6 separate regions of the Mus musculus genome follow, and regions 1, 2, 4, 5 and 6 are each linked to region 3. The links are chromatin contacts, called in public HiChIP or PLAC-seq and promoter capture Hi-C maps. All regions are on one chromosome and are shown on one strand. The core of a region is the stretch at or near the end of the contact, and the rest is flanking DNA. Distances in the headings are between cores, read along the strand shown. Region 1 holds the start of Gc (vitamin D binding protein). Region 2 holds the start of Npffr2 (neuropeptide FF receptor 2). Region 3 holds the start of Dck (deoxycytidine kinase). Region 4 has its middle 88 kb from the start of Gc. Region 5 has its middle 50 kb from the start of Gc. Region 6 has its middle 53 kb from the start of Gm35855.

Evidence for each region. Promoter capture Hi-C pulls out the DNA fragments that hold promoters and counts their contacts. HiChIP or PLAC-seq counts read pairs in DNA pulled down with a chosen protein or histone mark.
Region 1: an H3K27ac HiChIP or PLAC-seq map of embryonic stem cells shows a contact between it and region 3, with 2.5 times the contacts expected there. The contact joins the promoter of Gc here to the promoter of Dck in region 3. A contact is called at or near these places in 8 of 39 promoter capture datasets (the 3T3-L1 cell line, the SN4741 cell line, cranial neural crest and 5 more) and 3 of 115 datasets of contacts at active chromatin or transcription factors (embryonic stem cells and hepatocytes).
Region 2: a contact with region 3 is called in an H3K4me3 HiChIP or PLAC-seq map of stem cell-derived neural progenitor cells, with 5 times the contacts expected there. The contact joins the promoter of Npffr2 here to the promoter of Dck in region 3. A contact is called at or near these places in 2 of 39 promoter capture datasets (the 3T3-L1 cell line and hippocampal neurons) and 3 of 115 datasets of contacts at active chromatin or transcription factors (embryonic forebrain, embryonic stem cells and stem cell-derived neural progenitor cells).
Region 4: a contact with region 3 is called in a promoter capture Hi-C map of the SN4741 cell line, with 4 times the contacts expected there. The contact joins the enhancer-like site here to the promoter of Dck in region 3. A contact is called at or near these places in 10 of 39 promoter capture datasets (the 3T3-L1 cell line, 3T3-L1-derived adipocytes, the SN4741 cell line and 5 more), 15 of 115 datasets of contacts at active chromatin or transcription factors (astrocytes, cardiomyocytes, embryonic forebrain and 8 more) and 2 of 9 other capture datasets (adipose tissue and pancreatic islet).
Region 5: a promoter capture Hi-C map of stem cell-derived epiblast-like cells shows a contact between it and region 3, with 2.3 times the contacts expected there. The contact joins the enhancer-like site here to the promoter of Dck in region 3. A contact is called at or near these places in 5 of 39 promoter capture datasets (cranial neural crest, frontonasal cranial neural crest, maxillary cranial neural crest and 2 more) and 4 of 115 datasets of contacts at active chromatin or transcription factors (embryonic stem cells, extraembryonic endoderm stem cells, forebrain and 1 more).
Region 6: a promoter capture Hi-C map of liver shows a contact between it and region 3, with 4 times the contacts expected there. The contact joins the enhancer-like site here to the promoter of Dck in region 3. A contact is called at or near these places in 3 of 39 promoter capture datasets (hippocampal neurons and liver) and 3 of 115 datasets of contacts at active chromatin or transcription factors (large pre-B cells, pancreatic cancer cells and pro-B cells).

The regions. Positions count from the first base shown.
Region 1 is chr5:89,456,598-89,459,297 of GRCm38.p6, forward strand. It overlaps Gc (vitamin D binding protein), which reads right to left and starts at 1,301. Exons shown (of 13, transcript NM_008096.2): 1 at 1,064-1,301. The coding sequence starts at 1,121.
Region 2 is chr5:89,526,073-89,528,772 of GRCm38.p6, forward strand. It overlaps Npffr2 (neuropeptide FF receptor 2), which reads left to right and starts at 1,357. Exons shown (of 4, transcript NM_133192.3): 1 at 1,357-1,464.
Region 3 is chr5:88,763,671-88,766,370 of GRCm38.p6, forward strand. Dck (deoxycytidine kinase) reads left to right here and starts at 1,343. Exons shown (of 7, transcript NM_007832.4): 1 at 1,343-1,676. The coding sequence starts at 1,586.
Region 4 is chr5:89,368,928-89,371,627 of GRCm38.p6, forward strand. No RefSeq gene overlaps it. Among named protein-coding and RNA genes, the nearest start is that of Gc, 88 kb to the right of the region's middle. Within about 2 kb of position 1,409, at least 29 of the 459 cell types and tissues checked have an H3K27ac peak or open chromatin away from gene starts, as enhancers often do. A contact at or near this core is called in the SN4741 cell line, where this site is marked.
Region 5 is chr5:89,406,609-89,409,308 of GRCm38.p6, forward strand. No RefSeq gene overlaps it. Among named protein-coding and RNA genes, the nearest start is that of Gc, 50 kb to the right of the region's middle. Within about 2 kb of position 1,298, at least 5 of the 459 cell types and tissues checked have an H3K27ac peak or open chromatin away from gene starts, as enhancers often do. A contact at or near this core is called in stem cell-derived epiblast-like cells, where this site is marked.
Region 6 is chr5:89,277,230-89,279,929 of GRCm38.p6, forward strand. No RefSeq gene overlaps it. Among named protein-coding and RNA genes, the nearest start is that of Gm35855, 53 kb to the left of the region's middle. Within about 2 kb of position 1,317, at least 55 of the 459 cell types and tissues checked have an H3K27ac peak or open chromatin away from gene starts, as enhancers often do. A contact at or near this core is called in liver and pancreatic cancer cells, where this site is marked.

The DNA.
Region 1 (2,700 bases), core at 51-2,550, 690 kb after region 3:
CAGGGAGGCATATACTGCTGGTTAAATGTGTTATTACTATAAATATACATGAATGGTTTGAATGCTGCTGTCAAGAAAGAGTACTAAATGAACATCTTAATTTGACAAATCAGAGTGTGTGCAGATGCCCTTATAAGCATCAAAAAATAATCCAGAGATGAAAATTATTCAAAGGGAAATCTATAAAATAACACCTAAACTGTACAATAAAAGGCTAAATTAGGGTTTAGAGATCATCTGGAAAAAAATCAATGGAAACATCTCTGGAAAGTTTTCCAGTTGCAGAATTTATGAAGTTACACACATGTCCTGTGACCTGCTAGCACTGTCGGAAGCCTCAGAACACTGCAAAGGCCAATGTCCCAGGGCAAGGGTGATTTCCATGAAACACCACCCCTGTTACCTTGTTTATTATTTTATTTCAGAGATACTAAAGTTTCTTATTTTGTGTGAGAGGTATTTTTAAAAACTCTCGTTCCTTGCAACTGCTGAAGAGTACGATCCTCTAAGGAGGATCAAAGAGCTCTCTCAGCTGGCGTCTTGTACCACTGACATCGTGATGATACCAAGGAGGGTAAGCATTTGGGAAATAAAAATGCTTAGTTGTGTACCAGAGGCCCCGGTTGCATTATAGATCTTACTTATCCAATGTGGGGAGGAAAACTGAAAGCTTACATAACCCTACTTTCTTTTAGGAGTTGTTTTGCTTGTTTTCAGATGGTCTCGGGCAGCCCAGACTAGCCTTGAACTCCCTATGCAGCCAGTTCACCAGGGAAACTTGAAATCCCAAGATCCTCCCACTCTCACCTCCAGTGTTCTGAGGTTGCAGACATGCACCGCCATACCTGCCTCTATCTTTAGTGAGCTACTTATTTCTTATGTGTGGGGAGCATTTCTTACTAATGCTACATGGCCCAGCTGAGCTCAGATCGATCCCTCTTTGTTCCTTCTTTTATTGTCTTCTAGAGCATCCACTATTTCTTCTGTTAGTTACTCTTCAAGTTTTAAAGTGGCACTGGGAAATTAAATTAGCAATAGTTCTTAGTGAAAAGAGGAGCCTTACCTCTCTCTAGAGCGTGCCCAAAGGCTAAGGCCAGCAGGAGAACCAGAACCCTCTTCATTCTGCGACCAGAGAGTCTTGCAGCACCTCCTCTCACCTGCCGGCCACCACGCAAAAGGCAGGAGCACAGGATTTGCAAACGATCCTAACTAGAAACTCATCAATTATTAATCTCTGCCCAGAAGCAAGGGACAATCAGCCTTGTTCCCAAAAATAGATAGTAATATCATCATAAGGCAAATAGATACCCCTGGGGAATATGGAGGAGAGTCTGGGAGGTTTTAATCATTAACTTTGTCACTGGGAAAAGCCAAGGCATGTGGATACTTTCCCACTGCAGTTTTTCCATGGCATCTACTTAATGTACCAGTAGGGGTACACTTCCCTATTCTATATGGAGGAAAAGATATGTCTATGTCTTCTCTGGGTACTCCCTACCACTCCTATGTATTGATGGAAAAATTGGGAGCTGTGTTTCTTCCTTTCTTTTTCCTCCTGTTCTCCCTTTCTTTCTCTCTTTAAATCTAACACAAATAAGCATTATTTTAAAATATCACAGATTAGATATTTTAAGTTATGAGTAAAGAGCAAGAAGCCAGTTAATTTATTGCAATTCTCTAACTCCATGAATTTAATGTCATTAGGTAATTGTGGTGACATCATGCCTTATATCTATGTGTTACAGTGCACTATTGAGTATATGTTTAGAATAGCTCTTGAGATGAGAAAAATAATAGATGGAGAGCTTCAATGGCTGGCTTACCATTGCACATGAGCATGTGAGTACCCACCACACACACTCACACACACGATGTGATGTAAAAATCTTAGGACCACTGCAGATCAGTTAGAGATCCCTCTACTACCATGTGTTTGACATATTTTATAATAGCATAACTAAAAAATTCACAGGGACCTTTTAGGACTTGATATCTTGCATCTCTATCTTAGAAAAGAGAGTCTTCCCTCATGTGAATCCTGTACCTTGCCCAGAATGTCAGATATTGATCTTACACTGACATTGGGTCCTCAGGTTCAGGAACCACAGTCTTAGCCAGCTCTTATTTCTGAATAATATAGATTTATTTCTCCTCTCTAGACCCATTGTTCAGTTGTGAACTCTTAGGGGGGGGGTTGTTGGTTTATTTGTTGTTTATTTATTTATGTATTTATGTATGTATGTATGTATGTATGTATGTATGTATGTATGTATGTATGTATTGCTCTTCCCTTAGTGTGGGATTAAGATGAACCATGTGCCGGATATCTAATGCATGTTTGCACGCATTAATGTTCTTTCATTTCTCCTAGTTATTCTCCCTGACTACTCATGTTTCCAACATCTGAGGATAGCATAGGAACCACGGAAATCTACATTCCATTTGAAGATTTAAAATTCAACCCCATGTCTGGGCTCTTAAAGATAGGTGCCTGAGAATGCCCTTACCAATCAATTCAGTGGTTAAAGATTAGCTGTGCAGACAGAGTCCACCAACATCTCAAACCACAGTAAACAGTTACCTGCTTAGTCAGATCAACAACTGTATGGGAAGTGAGTGGGTGTTAGGTTCAGTGGTGTAAGATTAAATAGGAACTATTTCTTTAAAAGCCAGTGGAACCCACACAGCAGAAGATATCAA
Region 2 (2,700 bases), core at 107-2,606, 760 kb after region 3:
ACACACAGAAATACACACACACACACATACACAGAAATACACACAGGGCATGCAAAGAGAGAGCGATGGGGGGGCAAAGAGGGAGGGAGGAAGGGAGGACTGGAGAGAGAGAGAGAGAGAGAGAGAGAGAGAGAGAGAGAGAGAGAGAGAGAGAGAAGACTATTACTCCCCAACCAAGTATTCCTTTACTGGCAGCCTCTAGTGTGATTGAAACGCCACCCCCATGATCTTGCACAAAAGCCGTGGTGCTTTGTGGATGGAGAATTCCCTATGGCTTCTCATAGCTGTTAGTGTCTTACCCGGACCAGACTCGCATCCTTGATCCCCTTGATCCCCTTGATCGTACCCTTGCCACTCCTTGAAAGAGTCTTTAACTTTTTCATTCACCCTGTGAATCTCTGAATTAATACATCCTATTTTAAGCGTGACTTCTCTTAGTCATTTGCAACTTCGAAGAAATTGTGTTAGCGTCACCGCAGGGCTCTCCTTGTCCCTATTGGTGGCTATGAGAATCCACACTTCCAGAACCTCAGTGAGGTCTTTCAAGCTACGAGGACAAAGAGAGCAGTGGAGGTGAGGATTCATTTGTAATCTAAAATGGAATTCTCGCTGTTATGAGAACTTAACAAAAATCAACGAATGATTAATATGTACCACGACCATTCTGGCATACTTAAGGGTGGCTATCCGTTTAGTTCTTAAAGAACCTACTAAGATTATCACCAGTTGTCTTTTTGCAGCAAAAAGAAACAGACACCTAGAGGATTAAACAAGGCAAGCCTTCCCAGGAGGCAGTAATCAGAGCAGCTTCCCTTCTTTTGCAGCGCAGAGATTCTGAATTCACAAGCTACCCAGCCGCCCCTAAGCAGGCTGAGAGTAGCTGCGCTGTGACTAACCAGCAGCTGACCGACCAGTGCAGTTCTGAGAGTGCAGCAAGAGCGGAGAGTGCAGAGCCCGCCGGCGTCAGCCCCGCTGCAGAGGGAAGTGGCTAGCCAGTCGCACCTAGGTCACCTGGTAGAGCAGAGCCCGCGAACCAGACAGAACCTGTTGCTCAGGCTCCGCTTGGCTTCTGCTTTCAACAGGGTTGGGAATCTGTCCTTGCCCAGGAACAGGTGAGGGCACGGGGGAGACTGCCTGGGCTCTTGGCATGGGTGGGATTTCCCTTCTCAGGGTCACCACTAGTCTCCGTGACATGAATTCTCCGTTTTACTCTTGGCCTTTCCCTAGAGCCTTTTAGGCTCCTTGAGCTCTCTGGATACTATCCCAGGAGCTTTGGTCTGGTCCCAGGCCAAAGTTTATCCTGGGGGTTTCCCTGCGCTGCTCCGCCCCTCCCCCTGGGCGTCTGAGTTCTTCAGAGAGATGGGACCTGGCTAGGATGGCGAATGGCGGTTCTTTCTCATCCTCGAAGTTCCCCAACCTCTCTCCAGGTGAACACTGGCAAACTTGTTGAATCTCCTTAGGAAGGTAAGTGGATCTCCTTGGAGATGCTAACAAAAATGTCCTTCGCAGTTCCTTTGCTTCACCAAGATGATGCTTAGCAGTGGTCTTTCTGGACCAGGCTTGGTTTGTGTGGCTGGGTTCGCCAGGAAAACTATAATGTGCGCAGGACAACACACGGGGCTAAGTGAAGACATTGATGGGATTTCTTTTGTGTCAAATCAGCAAGCAGTGCAGTGCAGTCCTGGGACCTTGAGGGGTCTGGTAATGAAGTAGAGGAAAACACTCTCCTGTAATTAGAACCAAGGCACAAAAATACATTTACTTCTCATTTCTCTCCAGCCAGGATGGCGATATTTCAAACATTCATTTTAAACAATATTAAATATAACGTGAACAATGAAAGGGTTTCTTTTAAATCAAGATATTCAAATTTCTTTGAGCGGAGTATCTGAATTTTCTTTATAGCACATATCTAAGCCATTTGCAATTGATAAGGAGAAAGGATGAACAAATCAATGTGTGAAGAGCTGTGAAGGATATATTTTTGTTTCTTGCTTGAACCAATTGAAAATAAGTTGGGAAAAAGTAATAACATCATAAGTTACAGCTGAATCTGCAACATTTCCATAGAATGCTCAAAGATAAGATTTATCAATAGCACAATTGAGTGGCCACAGCGTGCAAACTTTAAGTTTTCCTCTTAAGAACTGTTGCAAGCCAGGCGTGATGGTGCACGCCTTTAATCCCAGCAGTCAGGAGGCAGAGGCAGGTAGATTTCTGAGTTCGAGGCCAGCCTGGTCTACAAAGTGAGTTCCAGGACAGCCAGGGCTATACAGAGAAACCCTGTCTCGAAAAAAAAAACCAAAAAAAAAAAAAAAAAAAAAAAAGAAAAGAAAAGAAAAGAAAAGAACTGTTGCAGATGCCTGATTTAATAAAATATCGCCATCACTGCACACTTCGTTATCTTGAAAGGCACGTGTTACTATTAAAACTTGGGTGTTATTAACCTGAAATGTGTAGAGTATACAGATTCAAATTCACCAGACACAAATTCACCCTAAGCCAGCAAGCAGTTTGTGCCTGGAGAACTTACTGCAGTGTGCTGCAGTTGTTATTGAACTTGGATTCTGGAGTGGGGTTGGGGAGGCAAGCTTGCAAATGCCTCTGCGTCGCAATAAGGATTTCCAGCTGCATTTCAGACACCGACTAAGAACTTAGTTTCTATAAGCCTCAGAAACCAGCAATTGTTTATTTTGTAGC
Region 3 (2,700 bases), core at 93-2,592:
CACTTTTTCAGCTCTAGGACCCCAACTGGCTTAGCTTTATGCAGGGAACATGCATGCTGCCTCACTGTGAATTCATGTGTGTGTTGGTCATGGTGGGTTTAGAAGGCCTTGTGTCCTTGGTGTCCTCCATTGCCTCTGACTCCTAGACTTTCCCCATCGTTTTCCATAAGGTTCCCAGAGCCCTGAGGAGAGGGCTTTGGTGGAGACATCCCATTTAAAGCAGAGTATGCCAAGGTCTCCCTCTCTGCACTTTATGCCTTTGTGGGTTTGGTTCTGCAGAAAGAAGCATCTCTGATGCTGGCTACAAGAGATACTGACCTATAGGATATCACTAGGTATCATTTTATTGTTCAGTTATTGTAGCAGAACAGTATTTGGATTGCCACCTGAGCAGTGTCAGATATGTGTTACATCTCATGGAGTGGGCCTTAAATCCAGCCAGTCCAACAACTCACTTTAATACCTGCTCCTTTTTTTGTAGAAGTCGTCATTTCTCCGCTGCTAGGTCCATTTTTAGGACATATTTTAGGTCAAATGATAGTTACACGCTAAAAAAAAAATAAGTTCCTTTGTTTTTGTAGATAATTTGAATCTGACTTCCAGATGGGTAATCTTTTTACCAGGTCTATACCCTGATTAAATAGCACCTCTCTCTAGCTCAACCTAGCAGAATGCTGTGTGTGTGTGTGTGTGTGCAGAGTACATCTCTATGTATAAACATGTGTATATGACTTTAAACATTAATTACATGTTAGGCCATGGACATGCAATGTTAAGTCATAGCCATGCTGCTGAGAAACATACCTAGTGTTAGGTAACTTTATAAACAGCACGGTGTAGCATGCAAATTAAAGTGGAGACCTTGGGTGTTATGATGCCAGTTTCCAGTCTCACTTCTGGTCCCAGACTTTAAACCAGTAGCCACTCCCTCCCTTCCTTTCATTCTAGGCACTATCCTGTATGGTGGATGGTACTAGATCGCTGGTTAACGAAATAACTCTTAAGACAGTGACGGACAGCTACACGTTTTCTGTGAGAGACACCTACTGAGGCTCTTAGTTTGAAATTACTAGTTCTTACTTTTCTTCCCGGAAAAGTTCAAACCACGAAGCCTGACAGGATCCCAAAGGGCTGGTCCAGAAAAGCCTGACCCTACTCTTCCCTAGGCGCTTCGCTCAAGCTCCGCCCCTGCCCTCGAATGAGCTCATTGCGCAAGGCCCGCCCCCCGCCCTCCCACTGCTCATCCCGCAGGCCCCGCCCCCTCCGGCTCACAGCTCGTCGCGCACGGTCAGTCGCCCGGCTCTCTCAGGGTTCTCCTCACAAGCCCCGCCCCCTACCCTGCGCTCCTGGGACGCCCGGCCCGCCCGGAGGAACCACAGACATGCAGATCCCGCGAGGGCGAGGCGTATAGGGTGGGAGTCGGGGCCGTCAGGGCGGGTTCTCCACGGTCTGCCCAATCGCCTGCGCCTCCGCGCGCCAAAGTCAAAGTGCGGGTCCCGCCGGCGCGAGATTGACGCTGCAACCCGGAGCCGCCCGTGCCGCCGTGTCCCTGCAGGTTCCGCACCCGAGCCGTCTGGAGCTAGGCATGGCCACCCCACCTAAGAGGTTCTGCCCTTCTCCCTCGACCAGCTCCGAGGGGACCCGCATCAAGAAGATCTCCATCGAGGGGAACATCGGTAAGGTGTCCCCGGTGCGGTGCTGTGCTGGTGCCCCAGGATCCTTCCCTGCTGCCCTGCTCGCGCCGGCGCGGTGGCTCGTCTGGCCCGGCGCCAGCGGGGGCTTTGTGAGGCGCGCTCTGGACCAGTGTGCACCCTTTGTTGGGAACTGTTTTTTCTTGAGATGTAACTTAGGTATGCGAACCCCTTTTTAGGTGTGCTCTTCAGGTAGGCTTCACTGACTTGCGGTTTTACCGCAAAATTGAGACCGTTTTCATCATTTACATCCCCAGTTCCCTTTGCGCTTCTTTGTAGTCAGCTCTTTCTCCCTTCCCATCCCCTTACAAGCCCTGACCTGCTTCTGTTTTAATCCCTGCCAGTTTTGTTTTCCCATGATGTCCTAAACAAAACCAGAGTGTCTTGTTTTCTGTGTCTTGCTTAGTATACTAGAGTGCCTTTAAAACTCACCCATGCTGTTTATTTCTGCAGAACTTTATTTCTTGTTCTGTTTTTTTTTTTTTTTTTGAGACGGTCTCACTTTTGAGACCTGCCTGTCTTGGAACTCACAATGTTGGCCTTGAACTCTCTAGCGATTCGCCTGCCTCTGCCTCCTGTGTGCTGGAATTAAAAGAATACACCACCACGCCTGGCCCAGTGTAATACTTTAAAAAAAAAAAAAAAAAGAAAGTAATATTACAATGAGTGGTATATAGCACATCTTTGTTGTCACCATTTGGGTTGGCGTTTGTAGCAATCCCTAACACTACGCTACACATATGAGGAAAGCAGGTAATGAGTTTGATAGTGTGCAATGTTTTATTCCCTTTCCCACGTACAGGTAAGCACTGAGTTTTGGCTTAAAGACTCTTAGAGTTTCTGCCCTTAACCTTACTGGGGGAGCTACACTGTGCATGTCATTTTGCAAGGTGAGCTTGAATTGCCCATTCTTTTACATTTCCTACCACTGGGAACCAACCGACGCTTCCTGTTTTGGCACAGCTGTTAGGTTTGTGCCTGCAGGTTGAGTACTGACTATTCATGTATG
Region 4 (2,700 bases), core at 159-2,658, 610 kb after region 3:
AGTCATCTTTGCTAGTGTATGCCACTTCTCCCTAAGAGCATACAATTCAGTTTATGACAGAACTCTTATGCCCAGCCAAAGCTTGGAGGGTTCATAACTAAAAGAATCCCCAGGGTAATCCATGGTTTAGGTCATGCTCATCGTCCTTGAGAAAAAGAATCAAGATTCCAAGGACATAGGTTATCTGAGCAGCTAAAAAAAAATCATATCTTCACTGAAACAAAGATTTCCTAATGTCTACTGAGATAAATTTTATTGAACACCTGTGGGGAATTGTCCCATATTCTGTTACTTCCATACTTCTGCTGTTACAAAGAAACTATAGCAAAAGGCAAGATTCATCTTTGAAATGGCCAACTTTTATCACTTGGTTTCTAGAGAGTTCTATTAATCAAATTAAAATTGATGACTGAATGACAAAACCATGGATGGGTTTCCATTTGTTGGCCCTGGAGAACTTTCCCTCAGAGAATGGGCTGCTTTCAAGACCAAATCCATCCTATTTTTGCTTCTTTTTTAAGGAATTTTCAAATAAAAACATAGATTTCTAAGGTTCCTGGCACTCCTTAGGCCAGTTAATTCTATTATTCTATATATCATTCTTCATCTTGAGATTATCATAGATGTTTGTTTAGCTATCCATACACGCTGGACCCAAGATGGCATATGATGTAAATATTCTAATTCTGTATCTCACAATTTTTATTTAAATAAACATCTCCACTCCTTTATTGAAAAAAGGGAAAACTGGGTTGGCCATACTGGATAAGGTGAGGCATAAGTATGAGATTTTGTGTTAAGTATGGAAATTGTAAGAATAATATTTTACTTTTGCATATCATTAAACACAGCTCCTCTTAGGAAGATTTATGTTGTCTGTGTCCTATTCTTAGAGTACTGTGGTTCTATGGGAGTCCTGGACAAAGTGTAAAAAAATCTTTCTACTTCAAGGCTTTGGGCTGTCTGGAACTGTGTCACATGACAAGACTAGTATTCACTCCTCTCTTGATTAAGTCAGGGCAAGATTGCTTCATTTTCAGGATATCGGTGTGTTAGCTCTAAAGAACACATCTCCCTTAGCTACATGGGAACCACTGCAGTTTCTGCTGCTCTGTTTTCCAAAAGGCTGCTAATTAAACATGAAGTCTTTGCCTCTCCTTCCAGAAAATATGTGTCCAGACAGCACTCATTGTATTTAAGCACAGGAAAGGCAGTCTTTTTTATTCTTGTAGTTTCTTAAATGTATTTTTTGACTCTCATGATGTGTAAGACTAACACACAGACGTTCTCTGGGTTAACAAAGGTTCCATTTATAATCTTTTGACTTCACTGTGGTATGCAAGAGATTTTTCTCTCACTTGTGCTCTGTCCCCTGGCTAGGACACATGATTGGTGGGTGCTCTCTTGTGACATTGCTGCAGCTCTGGCCAGCACCAATTATGAAGATAAACAACCAATGCTGCAGTGGACTGTTGCTAAGTCATGGTGATTCATAGCTCAGCTGTATTATAATAAGAATGATAGTTGACTTCCAGTGGTGTCCTTAGGAAGTAACTCCACTGTACATCAAGGAACATCTGTACAGTGGGGGAGTGAGGGTATGTACACTCAAAATAATGCTCACCCTCAAATTCTAGTATTGGATACCTTACAATTGTTTGCTTATTTGTTTTGTGTTTTGTTTTTAAGACAAAGTTTCTCTGTGCAGTCCTGGCTTTCCCTGGAACTTGCTCTATAGACCAGGCTGGCCTCAAACTCAGAGATCTAACTCTCTGCCCCCCAAGTGCTGGGATTAAGGTGTGCACCACCAAGCACAGGACCAGGGCTTAGATGCCGAATCTTTATCTTGGGGATCTATGCAGATGAGAAGTCAGGAGGGCTGTAGGAGCCAGAGGTGTTGACAACTCCAAAGAAACAGCATTTTTCAGACACAAGGGAACTAATGATCATACGGACTGGTGGAGACTATGACAGTGTCACAGGACCTGCATAGTCCAAACCAGACAAAACCCAAGCAATGAAAGAGAAATGGACACAGAGTCTCATCCCTAACCAAGAAGATACCTGCGTTTGGTAGCTGCTGGGAGAGGAAAAATCAGGTTTCTTCACTTTAGTGACACGAGATAGCCTAACCACACCCAGGGCTGGGCACATGCTTGGGAATCATTAGACACCACAAAGTACACCCCGTGGTTCTTTTCATTCCCCAGAGAAATGTGTGCTGTTCTTCTTCAGTTACTTGACCTGCATTTGAGACTGCTACTCTCTCCACTCTCCCATCTGTACCCTCCTATTTACCAACTACGATAGTCAGACGTAGACACACCACACAGCTTTGTTTCTGTTTTGCCAGGAATCAAATCAAACCCAGGGAATGTATCAGGAGGCCAGGAACTATGCTACTGCTTTCCAGAACTGGGACCTAAATTCTGCACCTGTGTTCAGCCACGGGAACTTCAGATCAGTAGCACGCCCTGCTTACTTGCATAATACACATTATGTATTTATTCCTTATATCGCAGCCTTGTATCGCAAGTGTATAAATTGCACTTTTGGAAAACACTTCCCTCCTAGCATGTATGAGTTTGGAAACAGTACTACAAATGTTCAGACTTCTGGGTATAAACCATACTTTGTGCTCTCAGTTGAATTTTAATTGACAAACGAGTACAAGGAAGGGCCAGTGGTGAAATGTTACTA
Region 5 (2,700 bases), core at 48-2,547, 640 kb after region 3:
AACAAAACAGTAAAGCAAACAACTTGTGATGAGAGACCAGTGAAGGAGGCATTGTTTTATTGTCCTGTTCAGCACCCAAATGGAAAGTCACCAGAACTGACTTGGCTGGTGAGATGCAGGAAGAAAATGACAGCTGATGGACTCCTGAGACAGACAGCAAGATGCCCTGGAGCTGACTGAGCAGCAGAGAGAGAGAGAAGGAGAAAAGGGGGGAGGGAAGAGAGGAGTGGGGAGAAGGGAGGGGGGAGAGAGAGGAAGGGGAAAAGGGGGTAGGAGGAAGAGGGGAAAGGGGGGAGGGGACAGGGGAGAGGGCTATTTCACTCTAAAGAGCTTGCTGCAATACTCAGGTCTGGAAACTGAGGTGGGCCAGTTTTCCCCTCATTTCATTCTCAGCGATTCTCCACTTGCCTACAAAGTTTATTCTCTATCCTCTCCCTGGTTTATGTCTGCCTGCAGAAGCACAGGGGAAGCCAGTGTAATACTTAGGGCTAAGCTTGGTAAGTGCTGACTAGAAGCTCTGGAAATGTTTAAAGATCTGCCATCTGCCTTGCTGCATCTCGTTTCCCTGAGAAGCCTTTACCTTAAAGTTGTAGTGGAGGACAAAACACTGTGCAAAGTTGTCTGTGCATATCCAGCTAAACCCCAACGCATCCTTCTACTGTTCTGTGTGTGTGAGTGTGTTTCCTAGCAATTAACCTTCCAAGGGATGATTAGCTCTCTTCTACCCCAGTGTCTTCATCTAACATCTGAGGATACTGGCACTACTTATTTCAAGAGTTAATGGACACACTGTTGTAGAAATTTTTAATCCTGACCTGGGGTGTCTACACAGCCTTGATCATTTAGTTCCCAGTAAGAGGCACACACAACCTTTATATTTCCTAAAAGGCTTAATCATCACAAGACCTGGGTAGCTATCTCCACTCTAAGCTATTAGAATCTACATTCCTGTAGATAACCCTGAGTTATTGCTTACTACTTACTGTTTTATCTGGGCTGCTCTTAACTCTAATTGGCTATCCCTAAGAGCCATATTTTTATGGTTTGTCTAACCCATGGCAGCTTCTCCTCTCCTCCCTCCTCCACCTTCTTCTCATGGTTTTCCTCTGACTCCCAGCCCAGGAAGCCTAACCCCCACCTATGTCTCTTCTGCCCAGCTCTTGGCTGTTGGCATCTTTATTTACCAGTCAGAAGTAACTTAGAGGCAGGGTCATTTGAGTTTACTTGCAGAGTCCAGGTCTTGAGGGATCTCTGTAGCATTACAATAGACAATTTCCTTTTTCCTGTAAAACCTGTTTGGCCAGCACTTGAGATTCCTGAAATGCTCCCCAATGCTAATGAGGCATTCCAGGTATCCCCAGTCTCATATCCCCAGCCAATAACTTTGCTCCTCCTGGATGTTCCTACTCTCAGTCTCCCAAATTATAAGCTTTGAATTACCCCATGTAAAGTTGATCTGCCTACTGATTGCTGATCCTGGTGTAGTCGTTCACCATACATATTCATAGGGCTTCCAAAACCCCTGCTTACTGTCTATGCTTCCTTTGCCCTTGTGGTCCAAATCGGCTGACCCAGGAGGGCATGGAGATCTACAGCTTCATCCTTGGACTTGATCTAGAATGAATGTTTTTCCTTGATCATAAATTTGTCTCAAGCCTGTTTCTCTTCTTCTTTCTTTTCTTTTTTAAAGATTTATTTATTGTTATATGTAAGTACACTGTAGCTATCTTCAGACACACCAGAAGAGGGCATTAGATACAATTCAGATGGTTGTGAGCCACCATGTGGTTGCTGGGATTTGAACTCAGGACCCACCATGTGGTTGCTGGGATTTGAACTCAGGATCTTCGGAAGAGCAGTCAGTGCTCTTAACTGCTGAGCCATCTCTCCAGCCCCTTGTTTCTCTTAGTACAATTGTGAAAGCTCACGTATTCCTTACTATGCAGCCTTTACTTACTATTTTATGAGGAGGAGGCACATTCTATTCTTCATTCTAACTTTATTACATTTTCGGGCAAAACAACTGAAACCATCTCCTTAAATTTTCTTCGTAAAATTATTTAAATCAAATCAGAAACTCTATAAAGTCATCTTCATGCTGATCTGCAGGGAAATTGCCCAATAAGGTGGTCTGATACCCAGGAATCATTAGGCTAATGGTCACTAATCAATAGTGACAGGAAAGTCATTATCAGCAGCAAGAAGCAATCTTGGGATGAAGTCCCTAAGGACCCTGCATTCTTAGAGCTCACCCTTCACAGACCATGCAAAATGGTGAGCCATCTCCAGAAAACTCACCTGCATACCTTTGGCCTTTTCTATATGGCTTCTGACAGTTAAGCACTTCTTCTGATTCAAGGAGAGTGCTGAATGTTCTCTTAGGTCAGTCTTTGCTGTTCACTAGCACATACTGTTAGTGTATTATCTCATGGATAACATAATTTCCTGGAAATTCTTGTGATAGGAACTGGGTTACCTCTGGGTGATTAGGATGAATGTTAGATGAGGCCACAGGTTGGAAAGTACTATAAAATACAAACAATGAAGCCTATAAAAAGCAAACTATTGGGCTGGAGATATTTCTTAGAGGTTGAGAACACTGACTGCCCTTTCAGAGTCCTAAGTTCAATTCCCAGCAACCACATGGTGGTTCACAAACATCTGTAGTGAGATCTGACATCCTCTTCTGGCATGCAGGCA
Region 6 (2,700 bases), core at 67-2,566, 510 kb after region 3:
ACTGCCTGGCTGTCTAGTTATCTTGTGTGATGCAGGCATACTTCACCAGGCTGCTTCCTGGGTGAGGTGGGTACTCAGAAGACTCACCCTGGTCATACTCTGACCCATCTTGCCTCCCTTGAGCTGAGATGCTCAGCCACACTGATTGGTTAGAACTGAAATGTCCAGGAACATACTCGAGGGGGAAAAGAAAGCATCTTAGTCTGTCTGAAATCCCATTCTCTCTAAGTCTCAATGAGCCAAGAGTGGCAAGTTTTCTTTGGTAAAATCTTACAGAACTAATATTTTAAGATACTTATACACCATCCTGATGTTCCACAAGGTCCAGGGAAGAGTTTTTATTTTACACCACCACCACCACCACCACCACCACCACCACCACCACTGGTTTTGTCTTTTCTCGGGTTAAATTTAGCACAGGAATTTCCCAGTTTGGTTGAAACCTGTTTGTCTTGCCTGCTTTCTGTGTACTTTGTACCGTGTGACCTAGCACTTCAGCTTCGCTGAACTCTTTGCCTACCACAAATATGCCATGCCCTTTAGCACGTCGGCAGCCTTTCTCCTTCTTTCCTGGTGTGCCCTCACCCTGTGTGGTGTCTAGAAATTGCTGACTCATTCTTCAGGATTCTGACCAATTTGCCCTTCTCACTGAAGTCTTTCCCAAGTCCTGGTGGTAAGTAGGCCCTTCCTGCTTCTCCAGAGAGTGTCTGAAAATGGGCAATTGCAACTCTGCTTCTGCTTAGCTGCATAAAGTTCAGCAAAGTTCTCAGCTTCTTCAGGTGTGAAGTGGCTTAATAACTGTATCAACTTCAAATGGTTGTCATAAAGCAGAGAGGAGATCAGTGCAATGTTAATCATTGGTGCTATTATTATTGTTGTTGTTATTATTATTTATTACGAATTATATTTTATTTCTCATAAAAGAGTAAGCTCTTCGCTCCAGGAAGTAATTCAGCATCAACAATATATGTGATCAAATATCATAATATGTGATCAGCATTTTCTGACTGAATTAAGTCATTGTGCAAATACTTTTCAAATGTGTGCCATTGTGTTAGGCAATACTATGATCAAAATAATTATGCTTTCTGACCTCCTGGAAAATACAGGGTGGTGGGGAAAGAGGGACTTTTGCAAATAATTACACAGGTGAATGAATAAGGAAGTGAATAGAAACTGTGATAAGTCTATATAAAAGGATAATGATTGTCATAGAAAGGTATGTGGTCTTTGTCCCCAGTTCCTGACACAGAGCTTCTAAAGCACTGGGACTTCCTGAGCTGATGACCACAGGAGCACTGTTTGTTCTGATGATGCAATACTTGGCAGACCCTGTAGTTTCAGGGTAAGAGTGGAGGTTTGAAGCACAGAACACTCAATCCAGACCCTTAGGTATAGTGGCTAGGGGCTGGATATTGAATTCATTATCAGTGATGGCCAATTCAATCAACCATGCTTACCTAATGAAAATATCCTAAGAAGCTTGGGGTGCTTGCAGGTTGATGATCATATCAAGGTTGTGGAGTTGTGGCATGTCTATATAGGACAGGAAAACTCTGTGTTTACCTCCCTCATTCCTTGTATATGTATGTGTTCCATTTGGCTGTTTATTAATTGTATTGCTTATCATATATCATTAATAGTACAGTGCTTGCTATAGACTTATTAGCCATGCTGTCAAATTGTCAGACATGAAGAGGGATGCAGGAGCCCTGAGTTTGCATTCAAGATAAGCAGGAGTGCATAACTTGAAGACCTGATTCTTATGACTGGCACCTAGAAGTAGTTCAGTGTCATGGACCTGGAGCCCTTAAAACCTGCTGAATCTGATGTTAACTCTCTTGATTGTACTGGATTGAGTGGCATAGCCCCAAGTTGGCATCAAAATTAGTTGTTATCAAGGAGAAAAGAAAACAACACCACCCTTCTTATTTTAGTGTCAGAGACACAATAAGTAAAGCTTAATCAGACCATGATGGAAATGATTAAAATGGGATGACAATGTCGATTAGAAGATTTGAAGTATTTTTGACAATGTGAATTTTTCCTGAGACCCAAATGCTGAATAGAAACCATAGAAAAGAAAGTCTGTCTGTGAAACTGTGTGGCACTAAAGAAATTGGCTCCATTATGCTCCGTTTCTGGATGTGGGGAATGGGGGTGTAGAAGAGTTCAGAGTAAGACTGAAGAGGAAGGCTGAGCTCCGCCTTTACAAAATGAAGGGACTTAGAATATTATGAGAATATGATGAGAAGCAAGTGTACTCTCTGGTTACAGTGGTGCACCTTCACTACAAAACAACATGGCTATGCTGGAAAGAATGTGCTAGGGGCACAACTGAGAGGACATGAAGGTCCTAGGGAAATGTAGACCAGGTGGTGCAATGGAACAGAGAGGAGGGAGAGAGAAGAAAGGAAAGGAGAGGGAGGGAGTAATGGAGAGAGAGAGAGAGAGAGAGAGAGAGAGAGAGAGAGAGAGAGGAAGAAGGAACAGGAGGTAGGGGAGGAGGAGGAAGAGGAAGAGAAGGAGGAGGAAGAGGGAGAGAAGGAGGAGGAGGAGGAGGAGGAGGAGGAGGAGGAGGAGGAGGAGAAGAAGAAGAAGAAGAAGAAGAAGAAGAAGAAGAAGAAGAAGAAGAAGAAGAAGAAGAAGAAGAAGAAGAAGAAGAAGAAGAAGAAGAAGAAGAAAACACATTTGGTGATG